Linked DNA regions of Sus scrofa: region 2 is linked to region 1. Evidence: chromatin contacts called from public HiChIP or PLAC-seq data. All regions are on one chromosome and are shown on one strand. The core of a region is the stretch at or near the end of the contact, and the rest is flanking DNA. Distances in the headings are between cores, read along the strand shown.

Region 1 (5,991 bases), core at 1,706-4,205:
AATTTAAAAAATAAGGTAAAATGAACATAGATTGAAGAAGAATTAAAATTATATTAATTTTAAATGCAAAGCAAAGCCACAATGAGGTTATCGCATCACACCAGTCAGAATAGCTATCATCAGAAAGTCTACAAATTTTGGGGAAGAGGGAACCTCCACCACTGCGGATGAAAATGTCAATTGATGCAGCCACTCTGGAAAATAGTATGAAGTTTTCTTAAAAAACTAAAAGTATAACTACCATATGATCCAGCAATCCCACTCCTGGGAAATATATCCTGAAAGATGAAAACTCTAATTCAAAAAGATACGTGTACCCCAATGTTGACAGCAGCATTATTTACAATAGCCAAGGCTTAGAAACAACCCAGATACCCATCAACAGACGATTGATATAAGAAGATAGGGTAGGAGTTCCCATCATGGCGCATTAGAAATGAATCCAACTAGGAACGATGAGGTTTCGGATTCTATCCCTGGCCTCACTCAGCGGGTCAAGAATTCAGCATTGCCATGAGCTGTGGTGTAGGTCACAGATGCAGCTTGGGTCTGGCGTGGCTGTGGCTGTGGCATAGGTCGGCAGCTGTAGCTCTGATTAGACCCTACCCTGGGAACATCCATATGCCGTGAGTGTGGCCCTAAGTAGACAAAAGACAAAAAAAAAAAGAAGGGTATATGTAAACAATAGACTATTACTCAGCCATAAAAAAGAATGAAATACTGCCATTTACAGCAACATAGATGGACCTTGAGAATATCCTGAGTGAACTAAGTCAAAGACAGATGTCATAGGTTACCACTTGTGTGTGGAATCTAAAAATAATGCAAATGAATGTACACACAAAACAAGTAGACTCACAGGCATAGGAAACAAATTTAGGGTTACCAAGTGAGAAGGGGAGGTGGGAAAGGATAAATTAGGAGTGTGGGATTAACAGATACAAACTACTAAACATAAAATAGATAAGCAACAAGGATTTATTGTATAACATAGAGAGCTATATTCAATATCTATAGTAACCTATAATGGAGTATAATATAGAAAATATAAACATGTATAACTATTTTATACGTGAACCCAACACAATATTGTAAATCCACTATATTTCAGTTTTTTAAATATGAATTTTTTCAAATAATATACTTTCAGAAAGAACAAAATACTCAGCTCTAAGTGCCTAAAATTCTTGTCATTAACATAATACCTATGTTTATGTATATTCATAAAAGTTCCAAACAAGCCTAGTAATTATAAGATAAAAATAATTTAAAATGTTCATTTAAAGAACAAAAAAAAATCTTCATAAGGAGTTCCCATCATGGCTCAGCAGAAATGAATCTGACTAGCATCCATGAGGACGCAGTTTCAAACTCTGGCCTCACTCAGTGGGCTAAGGATCTGATGTTGCCATGAGCTGTGGTGTACATTGCAGATGCATCTCGGATCCTGCATTGCTGTGGCTGTGGTATAGGCTGCTGTTCCAATTAGACCCCTAGCCTGGGAACCTCCCTATGCCATGGGTGCAGCCCTAAAAAGACAAAAAAAAAAAAAAAAAAAAAAAAAAAAAAAAAACTTCATAAGAAATACATTTTTCTACACTGTGAAATAAGGATTTTAGGTATCCAAAAACCAGTTGAGACAGTAAGAGAGAAATGAATGAAATAAAAGAAAGCAGATCTATTCAATAGCAGAACATTATTTGCAACCATGACCTCTGAGACATATTGGAGATTTTGAAATTTCCAGAATCTGTAGCCCCTCTGCTCAGCTGTCTATAGACCACTGATGGGACATAATCAGAAGTAGGAGTTATAATAGAAAACTATTCATTTTTTTTGTTAATAAGAGAAAGGAAAATTCCATCTGATTGTTATCTTCTGACATTTGGAGAGTTACCCACAAAATATGAATATTAGTCACTAAATATTTATGTACCCATGAAATCTGCAAACCCAGAGATCATAATTGATTACTTTACTAAATGGGAACAAGCAAAACCTGTCACTCGACTAAACTTTTCCATTCATCTGTTGACAGAGTCCTTTAGTTTTTTTTTTTTCCAACAAAGCCTTAATTTGAAGGTGTTAAACTTGTTTTTGCTTATGAAGTCTCACCTCCCTGGTTTTTCTTTTTGTTCTGTTTTAGTATTTAAAGGAAACCATGTAGCACATCTAAAACTCAGCAAAAGTAGAACTTAATGTAGGAAAAAACCCTAGTGAAGAGTCAGAAAACCTAGATTTTGATCCTCACTGTGCCACTAACTTGCCCACTGATCTCTGGGAAGGAAGTTGACATTCTCAAGCAGTGATCAGCAAACCCGCCCACCATCCAAATCTGGCTGCTGCCTACTTTTGCAAATAAGTTTTATTTGAACAGAGCCATGCCCATGTGTCTGTATGTTGTATATGGCTGGTTTTGTACCATAATGGTAGAGTTGAGTACTTAGGACAGAGACTATGGAGCTTATAAGGCTGAGAATATTTACTGTTATGACCCTTTACAAAAAATTGTCCTGACCATTATTCTAGATTATGAGAAATAAAGGATTGGATTAAATAGTTTCTGATGTTGTTTCTGTTTGAAGTATCTATGATTATAGCTAAACTAATTTCCTAAAGGTAATTTAGTACCACTTTCAAAGAACATGATTCTTCATAATGGATCTTACCTTAAACAATAATTTTCAGAGTCCCAGAATCAAAGGCTGAAACTTTCTTAACCCTTTTAAGTGCTTAAAGTATCCTTTGAGTTGCCCCATTGTAGTCAGAGCGTGCCCAGGTTAACAAAAAAAAAAAAAAATAAGATTTATGACAAGTGGTCAAGAGGGAAGTATTGGATGTAATCAGTGGCTCTAATGTATACAGTTTACTGGCCCCTGTTGAGTAGCCTGGACCACAGTGTAGGGTGCTAGTTGAGTTTACAGTCACGGTTGACATGGGAAGGTGCTTTTTCTTTAAAATACCACTAGAGGGTGCCAGTTTCTTGGCAGTAGGAATAAATTCATTTCCTTGAAATGAATTTTGAGTGATTTGGGGGCATAGTATGAGATGATAACATTACCTTGCTCTGTGACTTTTGGAAATAAGTATCATTTTAATCTTTGTGGACTAACTAACATGTTTCTGTTAGAACTATAGCCATAGGCAGTATATAATTTTATTTAGAGGAAATGTAATTCTTCATTTCAAGTGTGATCTTGTCCAACAAGATTATGATATGCAGGGAAAAACATTTTTCAACCTTTTTTTCTTTTTGGTTTTCAGATGCCCAATCATTATGACCTGGACTGTCCTACAGCCCCAGTTCCATGCACATTCAGTACTTTTGGCTGCCATGAAAAGGTAAGGTTCCTTTTTTTCCTTTTAATTCTTGACTATAGATCAAGAAAATTGAACTATATAGTGTAGCGGAGGATACAGTTGTGATGGGAGATGGCTGACATGCAGTGTATATGTGGTCTTAAGCTCCAAAGAGAAACTGGGACTCAAGAGTATTGGTTTGGGGAAGTTGTTTGTGATAATAATGGAGGGTGTGATTGGGCTCACATGAGTAAATGTGCACGGGGAAAAGAAATAGACCAGGAAAGGAACCCTGAGTGAACAGTCTTAGAAGTTGGTGAAATAAGCAAGGAGAAGGAAGGTATTGCAATCTCCAAAATTAGTTTCAAGACCTAGTGATCAGTGTCAAATGTCTGAGAGAGACTGTTCGTGTAAATCTCTCTTTCTGGAGAGTGCCGCGAGTGCAGTAACACTTTCGCTTTTCCACTGTGCTTTTTTAATTTCTAATTTTTTTTTTACAGTAAGTATACATTTAATAATTTAAAAAATAAAATGAGCAAATAGTATATAGTATGACTACACTGTGGGAAAATTCTGTATTGTTTGTGAGCATACAGAAAGACTTAAAGGAAATGTATCAATATGTTAATGGTGTTAGGTGAAATAAAGCAACTCATTTTCTTTCTGATCATCTATATTTTCTATAATATACAAAAATTACTCTTACGATAAAAAATTATGTCATGAATATTTTTTCATATCAAAATTAAAATATTGATGACTTTGGAAGATGCTGAAGACAGGAAAGATTCCATTTTGCAATAGATTTATAAAAATAAATGAGGGTTTGGGGTCATTGTAGACGGACTACTTTTGGTTATAAAAGGAAGAGGGAGGAAAATAGTATTAGCTCGAGGGAGATAAAAGATCAGTATAGAGGTTTGCCTTTTTTGTTTGTTTGTTTGTTTTTGTTTTGTCCTTTTAGGGCCGCACCAGCAGCATATGGAGGTTCCCAGGCTAGGGGCCGAATTGGAGCTATAGCTGCCAGCCTACTCCAGAGCCACAGCAACGCCAGATCGGAGCCACGTCTGCGACCTACAGCACAGCTCATGGCAATGCTGGATCCTTAACCCACTGAGAGAGGCCAGAACCCGCAACCTCATGGTTCCTAGTCAGATTCGTTTCCACAACGGGAACTCCGAGGTTTGCCTTTTTTTATAAGAGTTTAATAGTTATATACTGAGGGAAAGAATTAGGGGGGATGTTTAACAGTAAAAGAGACAGGGGGTAGCTAAGCAAAACCTCTGAGGTGTTGGAACGGGGTGGGTGCCAGTTAGAGCTACAGGAAGCATCGCTCCGAGACCAGAGGAGAGTCAGTTCTGAATGAGAAGAGAAGGATGGGCGTAGATCCTGATACTTTGACAGGTGGGAGAGAGGTTTATCTGAGTGACACCTGGAATATTCAGCAGATAGCCTCGGTTTTTCAGGGAATTAAGAGGTGAGGCCACCTCTGGATTGAGAATCTGATGAAGACAAAGAAGGTTGTGGGGGATTGAGGGCAGTGATGACATCAGTTAAAAACCTTTTATTTCACATGGCCAGGTCCCTTTCCTAGTCCTCATATGTCTCTTCCTAACCTCAGGCCTGTGCTTGATTTGTAGATGCAGAGGAATCACTTGGCACGCCACCTGCAAGAGAATACCCAGTCGCACATGAGAATGATGGCCCAGGCTCTTCAGGGTTTAAGCCTCGCAGTAGCTCCTGTACCTCAGCGTGATATGCTTCCCTATGATTCTTCCCCTTTGTCTCGGATTTCCTCTGGCTGTTGCTCAGACCAGAATTTCCAGGAAACCATTCAGCAGTTAGAAGGTCGCCTTGTAAGACAGGACCATCAAATCCGGGAGCTAACTGCGAAAATGGAAACTCAGAGCATGTACGTAAGTGAGCTCAAACGAACTATTCGAAGCCTTGAGGACAAAGTTGCAGAAATAGAGGCACAGCAGTGCAATGGGATTTACATCTGGAAGATTGGCAACTTTGGGATGCACTTGAAATCTCAAGAGGAGGAGAAACCTGTTGTCATTCACAGTCCTGGATTCTACACAGGCAAACCTGGCTACAAACTGTGCATGCGTCTGCACCTGCAGCTGCCCACGGCACAGCGCTGTGCCAACTACATATCCCTCTTTGTCCACACCATGCAAGGAGAGTATGACAGCCACCTCCCTTGGCCCTTCCAGGGAACGATACGCCTTACAATCCTCGACCAGTCTGAAGCGCCTATCAGGCAAAACCATGAAGAGATAATGGATGCCAAACCAGAGCTGCTTGCCTTCCAGAGACCCACAATCCCACGGAACCCCAAAGGTTTTGGCTATGTGACTTTTATGCATCTGGACGCCCTAAGACAAAGAACCTTCATCAAGGATGACACTCTATTAGTACGCTGTGAGGTCTCCACCCGCTTCGACATGGGTAGTCTTCGGAGGGAGGGTTTTCAGCCACGAAGTACGGACTCGGGGACATAGCATCCCCGCCTTGTTTTTAAAAAAAAAACAAAAACTTATCTGGGAGTTCCTGTTGTGGCTCAGTGGTAGCAAACCCAACTAGTAACCATGAGGACTCAGGTTTGATCCCTGGCCTCTCAGTGGGTTAAGGATCCTGTGTTGCTGTGAGCTGTGGTGTAGGTTGCAGATGCGGCTTGGATCCCAA
Region 2 (6,178 bases), core at 1,658-4,157, 130 kb after region 1:
ATGTAGCCTCTGGAAAATTCCACTGTGTATGTACTAGCGTGAGAAAGAGTGCGAAAGGCAAATAAAGTCGTAAGATCATCATCATCATTATTAAAACAGCTTTGAGCTCATGGATCCCATGAAAGGATCTTAAGCAGCTAAGACCAGCTAAATAATTTGCAGCACAAACTGAAAATGGGGTCCCCTTGTTCAAAAGTTGCTTCCAATTTCAAGACAGGACCAGCAGAGCACTAAGCCAAGTGCCAGCCTTTCTAGCTGGAGGCCCTGTGTGTCTGCAGAGGTCCTGAGGGCAACTTCAAAGGTCCCTGGACCCCACTCTGAGACCCGCTACTTCAGAAAACTACCTGCAGCTTGCATCAAACACCTAAGTTAAGACCACACGTATACACCAAAATGCTACAGAGGTAGCAGTCTTCGTGTGTGTGTGTGTGTGTGTGTGTGTGTGTGTGAGTGTGTGTGTGTGTGGTTGTTGCTGTTGTTGTTTGATCATCCATCATAAATGTTCTTGATCAACAGAATAGCCATAGCAAGGTAAAAGCATCACTTGTGCAGCTTTTCTCCCTGGGTGCCCACCATAAAACCTGCCCTGTTCAGCCTGTCATTACACACACACACACACATATCTAGGGGTGTGTTGCACCCCTTGTGTTGCAAATAGCTGCACACCAGATATTCATCATGGTTTCCTGTTTTGTGTTTTTATTGTGGTTATGGGCTTTGATCAGTCAAACTGATATCCATAGTCACCATTTTCCTGTTTGGTGTCTGACACATAGTAGGCACTCTACGATTTTGCTGAGCTGAATTTTATAGTTCCGGGGGTGAAGGCAAATTCTTCTTCTACAGATAGAGGCTGTTAACAACCGATGGTTATTAACACAAATACACTGTTTGATCCTCTTTCCTGAGAACTAGGCTCTTAGGCAGATCCACAGCCCATGCCCAGTGGGTGGACTTGCACATTCAAATGACGACACATCAGTTTCCAGCAACAAACGGGCAGTATTGCCTGATGTTGCTGAGGTTCAGCTATATATACAGCTAATAAAGACAGATGTTTTTCATAGCATTTGGAAGGAGGCCCTTAGAATCCTGGTAATGAAGTAGTCCATTTCATTACACACATTTGCAAATATAATACAGAGGTGTTAATTAACTCTTCTGGTCAAATCACCTCTCTCTCCAGCACAGAGGGGAGGAAGGCTGGCCTCCCTCCCACCCTAAGACAAAAACTGCACAACAGAGGCATTAAACCTTCACCTAAAATGGCAGGAACTTCTTCTATTCCCATGAGAAGTTAGTACTGCTGCAAGAGCAAAGGACCCTGGTTCTTGAGTTCAAATCCACCACTTCACAAGATAGGGACATGGAGGCTCAGAGACCAGAAAGGACTTTTTTTTTTTTCCCCCAAGATCAAAGAGCTATCTAACAGCAGCTCTGGGACACACACCCAGTTATCCAAACAGTTAGATAACGGACCATCCAGACCAGGAGAATGTGGGCTTTCAGCACAGTGTGGATCCAGCTTACTAAAAATTTAACTACCAGTTCCTCAGGGGATCATCAAGTCAATTCCCAAACATCTTTTCCAAATGCATCTGGACGCCAAACCCTCCGCTAGTGCCCTAAGCACTATCCCTTCCCCAATATCTGCTTGAGACATCTTTCCCCCCATTTCTGCATCTTTATCCTCGTCTCTTCCACCAGCCCCTTTTCTTTCCCTCCAGTGTGTATTCATCGCCATGGGGAGAAGAAAAAAACAGGCTCCACGTGGCCAGCTGCTCCTTGTAGTGATAATTCTATGTCTCTCTCCACTATTACTGGCAGACTCCTGGAAGTGATCTATACATCAAGGCCTCCCTTTTCTCACCTCCCTTGACTCCTGGAAGCCCTTGCAGTCTGGCTGCCATCCCAGTGCTTTACAGAAACCACCCACCCAAGGGTCAATGATGTGCTTGTTCTAAATCAAATGGCTTTGACTTGGTCGTAACTCTCTTTGACGTCAATGACGGGGCTTCTCTCATAGCGATAGTCATCGTGACAATACAGAAGCTTTTATACTTAAAAATAGGTCAGGTCTTAAAAAGCCATTTGTAAGTTTAGTAGTTAAAAGGGCTTTGGAGCCAGACTGCCTGGTTCACATCTTGCACAACTGACTGGCTGGATCCCTTGTGCCAAAGCTTCCAGATCACTAAACTGGGAACGTGACAATACCCAGCTTGCAGAGTTTCAGTGAAAGTCTATGAAGTATGCTTAGAACACTGACAGGTACATATTATACCCTCAATAAATGTGAGCTGCTATTGCTGGTATAAGATTTGCGAATCTAAGGGGACCGAGAAGGGTTTGTTTGCAACATTCATTCGCGTGCCCACTAAGCAGAAGCACTAGTTGACATTCTAAGGTTTCTAGTTCTCCTTGCTACTGTCATACATCTCTCTCAGGTATAGTTCCTTAAAATAGATCAGTCTGGAAATCTATAGAGGCAATTGGCACTCCCTCCCCAGGTGGTCTCCATAAGTATCTCAGAGATCTATGGTATCCACACCCCAATCACCCAAGGTTCATTTTATTTTTTATTTTTTATTTTTTAAATCTTTTTATTTTTTGGCCATGCTCAAGGCACGTGGAAGCTCCCAGGTCAGGGATCAAACCCTTGCCTCAGCAGTGACCTAAGCCACTGCAGTAACAACACCAGATCCTTAACCTGCTGAGCCACCAGGGAACTCTAGCCAAGGTTCATTTTAATGCGGAATGGAGTCATACGAACTTAGATTATGCAACACCCATGGCTTGCAACAAAAATCTCCAAGTGGCACTTTCCACTTTCTGCAAGCTAAGCCCTTGCGTTTTCCAATCCCTAGCTGGCTCCTAAATCTGCATGAGGTTTCTGGGGTTGATGCTCTGTTCCAGTCTCCTATTCAAGATTTTTTTTTTTTTACAGCCACACTTGTGGCCACTTCCTGGGCTAGGGGTCAAATAGGAGCCACAGCTGCAGGCCTACACCACAACTATGGCAACACGAGATCTGAGCCACATCTGTGACCTACGCTGCAGCTTGAGGCAATGCCGGATCCTTAACCCTCTGAGCCAGGCCAGGGATCGAACCCACATCTTCACAGAGACAACGTTGGGTCCCTAACCCGCTGAGTTGCAATGGAAACGCCTGAGATTTTTTTTTCCATTTTGCTCTTCATTTTTTCTTGCTAATAACTGTAGAGTGTGCAAGCTCAACATTTTCCACATACTGTATCATCCCCTCTTTGTTCTACATGATGGTGAGTTTGATGATGATGACAACGGAAGATATTTCTTGAGTCCTTACTATGTGTTAAGCTCAGTTCTCTGCCCATGATGGTCCCCACTGCCCCCACTTTGCCTCAAAGGCACATGCAGAATTCTTCCTCTCGCTTTCAATTTTAAACAATGACTTCTACTTTCATTTCCATTATGAGCAAGTCTCTGAGTAACATGTTCCACACTCTCCCTGCTCTTGTGCACATGAGAAATAAAGGATTTAGTAATATTCATAAGACACCTTCAAACCAGGCACAACACACCCCCAATAAGCCATAAATAAGGGGCAATCAAAAGGCTGAAGTTGGAGTTCCCGTTGTGGTGCAGCGGAAGTGAATCCGACTAGGAACCATGAGGTTGCGGGTTCAATCCCTCGCCTTGCTCAGTGGGTTAAGGATCCAGCGTTGCCATGAGCTGTAGTGTAGGTTGCAGACGCAGCTCAGATCTGGCATTGCTGTGGCTCTGGTGTAGGCCAGTGGCTACAACTCCGATTAGACCCCTAGCCTGGGAACTTCCATATGCCATGGATGCGACCCTAAAAAGACAAAAAAGGCCAAAAAAAAAAAGGCTGAAGCTAAAATAACTGTCCCAATGACTTCTTTCTCTTTTTGGTGGCAGTGGGTGTGTTTTACCCAGAACACAACTTTTCTTCCTAAGTTTAAAATAAGCTGAAAGATGATTAGAGAAGCTTCTGTGGGATGGTTGAGTGTTCACCAGGTCCCAGGCTCTGTGCTAAGAAGCTTTACATGCATTATCTTCTTGAATCTTCTAAACAATCACGAGCAGAGTAGTGTTAGCATCTCTATTCTGCAGATGAGGGAACCGAAGTTAAGAAAATAATTTGCCCTACTCAGCGGAAGCCAAGATTCAGACCCAGGCATATCTGACTTCAAAGCCCATGCTCTCAGCAGCTCAATTCCTAGGCTAATTCCTGCAGCGGGATGTTCTCCGGGTTGTCCATCCACATCTGACAGTCTCTTTTCTGCCTTCTCTCCCTTCTCCCATCCCCCGTGGGGCTTTTAAGTCCTGGAGGCGGTCATTCATTTTCACGTCATCCCTGATCTTGCCTATAAACATTTTAAACTCATCCCATTCACTCTGATCTCTCTAAAGACCTCCCTTCTGGCACATAGTACGTAAACAACACATATTTGTTGAATGAAGGAACAAATCACTTTTCTAAAGATTATTTGGAAAAGAGTAATCACTTCATTCTCGAGGAATGATCTAGAGCTCCAAATTTTGAGATTTTCTGGGTTTGGAGTTCCCATCGTGGCTCAGAGGAAATGAATCTGACTAGCATCCATGAGGACACAGGTTCGATCCCTGGCTCGCTCAGTGGGTTAAGGATCCGGCGTTGCCGTGAGCTGTGGTGTAGGTCGCAGATGCGGCTCAGACCCCATGTTGCTGTGGTTGTGGTGTAGGCTGGCAGCTATAGCTCTGATTTGACCCCTAGCCCGGGAACCCCTAAAAAGACAAAAAAAAAAAAAAAGATTTTATGGGTTTGGCTTATGCGATGGTGGATGTGCCCATTGTAAGCACATTGATACAAGGCATTGGTTCTCAACCCTGAGTGATTTTTGTACCCCCACCTCCACCACCCTGAGGGCATCCAGCAGTGTCAGAAAGACTTTAAATCCTCACCACTAGTGGCATCTCGTGGCAAGGATGTCATTAAACATCCTACAATACACAGGACAGTCACCTATAAGAAAGAACTACCTGGTCCCAAATGTCAGGAGTGCTGAAGCTGAGAAACCTGATATACGGGTTTGCTCTTCCTCTACCTGGTGTCCTGGTAGCTGAGGTGGGGCAGGGATGTATAAGCCCTCTATTCATCTAAGTGCCAAGTACCATAACCCAGGGTCCAACTGCCCTCTTATTTGAATGGAAGGAAAAGGAAAAATTGGGGGATCCCACTTGAGGATCCAGAGACATAACTTCCCTCGTCTGCACCTCCTCTGCCCCACCACGCACACACCCTTCCTCCACCCAGCTCCTCACTGTCTCCACCGGGACGAAATGCCTGCTCGATCTGCTCTCCTTCTCTCCAGGCTAAATCCTTGAGAGATTCAGGAGCTTGACCTGGATGCCCCGTTTCCCCTAACATGTGACATGAGGCACATTTGCTCCCTCTTCATCCTCTCTCCACCTTCCCTCTTCTCCACTTTCAGAATCCTTCTTCATGGAAAGTCCTCCAGGGCAGCAGAGTTGCCTCTTCTTTGCTCACACTCCAGAAACCCTTTCTGCCTAAAAACAGGGTATACGTTTCCCCTGAGAAAGGTGCCCTCCTGGTACCAGAAAGAACCCTCTTATTAACCGAGACAGGGACTAGATGCCAAGATGAGAACCCGACTAGGAACCATGAGGTTGCAGGCCCGATCCCTAGCCTTGCTCAGTGGGTTAAGGATCCGGTGTTGCCATGAGCTGTGACCTACACAGATGCAGCTTGGATCCCACTTGGCTCTGGCTGTGCTGTAACCTGGCAGCTACAGCTCTGATTCGACCCCTAGCCTGGGAACCGCCATATGCCTCAGAGCAGCCCTAAAAAGAGACAAAAAGACAAAAAAAAAAAAAAAGTCAAGATGAGTCTGCACAAATTAACATTATTAAAATAACACTTATCTTCCACTAGTTTCCCCCATATATTTCCTAGTCACTTTCCTACAATTTACCATCCCTAGAAGCCCAAATTCCTTTCTTTGGTCTAGTCACTTCTCTACAATTTGTCACCTTTTGTTAGAATGGTATCTAAGCCGCCAAATCTAACTGCTTCTTTGAGATTTCCACTTCTTTTCTATGAAGCCGCCCCCTCATGCCACTTAAAAAGATAAATATCAAATAAAATGTGTATGCTTTTCTCCTGTTACTCTGTCATTTG

The links. HiChIP or PLAC-seq counts read pairs in DNA pulled down with a chosen protein or histone mark.
Region 2: a contact with region 1 is called in an H3K27ac HiChIP or PLAC-seq map of alveolar macrophages. The contact joins two enhancer-like sites. A contact is called at or near these places in 11 of 47 Hi-C or Micro-C datasets (adipose tissue, blood, epiblast stem cells and 5 more) and 1 of 2 datasets of contacts at active chromatin or transcription factors (alveolar macrophages).

The regions. Positions count from the first base shown.
Region 1 is chr2:24,616,701-24,622,691 of Sscrofa11.1, forward strand. TRAF6 (TNF receptor associated factor 6) reads left to right here. Exons shown (of 6, transcript NM_001105286.1): 5 at 3,265-3,342; 6 at 4,941-5,807. The coding sequence ends at 5,807. Among named protein-coding and RNA genes, the nearest start is that of TRAF6, 11 kb to the left of the region's middle. Within about 2 kb of position 2,956, at least 2 of the 83 cell types and tissues checked have an H3K27ac peak or open chromatin away from gene starts, as enhancers often do. A contact at or near this core is called in alveolar macrophages, where this site is marked.
Region 2 is chr2:24,749,799-24,755,976 of Sscrofa11.1, forward strand. All of the region lies in intron 2 of PRR5L (proline-rich protein 5-like), which reads right to left. All of the region lies in intron 1 of LOC106507997 (a long non-coding RNA gene), which reads left to right. Among named protein-coding and RNA genes, the nearest start is that of PRR5L, 60 kb to the right of the region's middle. Within about 2 kb of position 2,908, at least 1 of the 83 cell types and tissues checked has an H3K27ac peak or open chromatin away from gene starts, as enhancers often do. A contact at or near this core is called in alveolar macrophages, where this site is marked.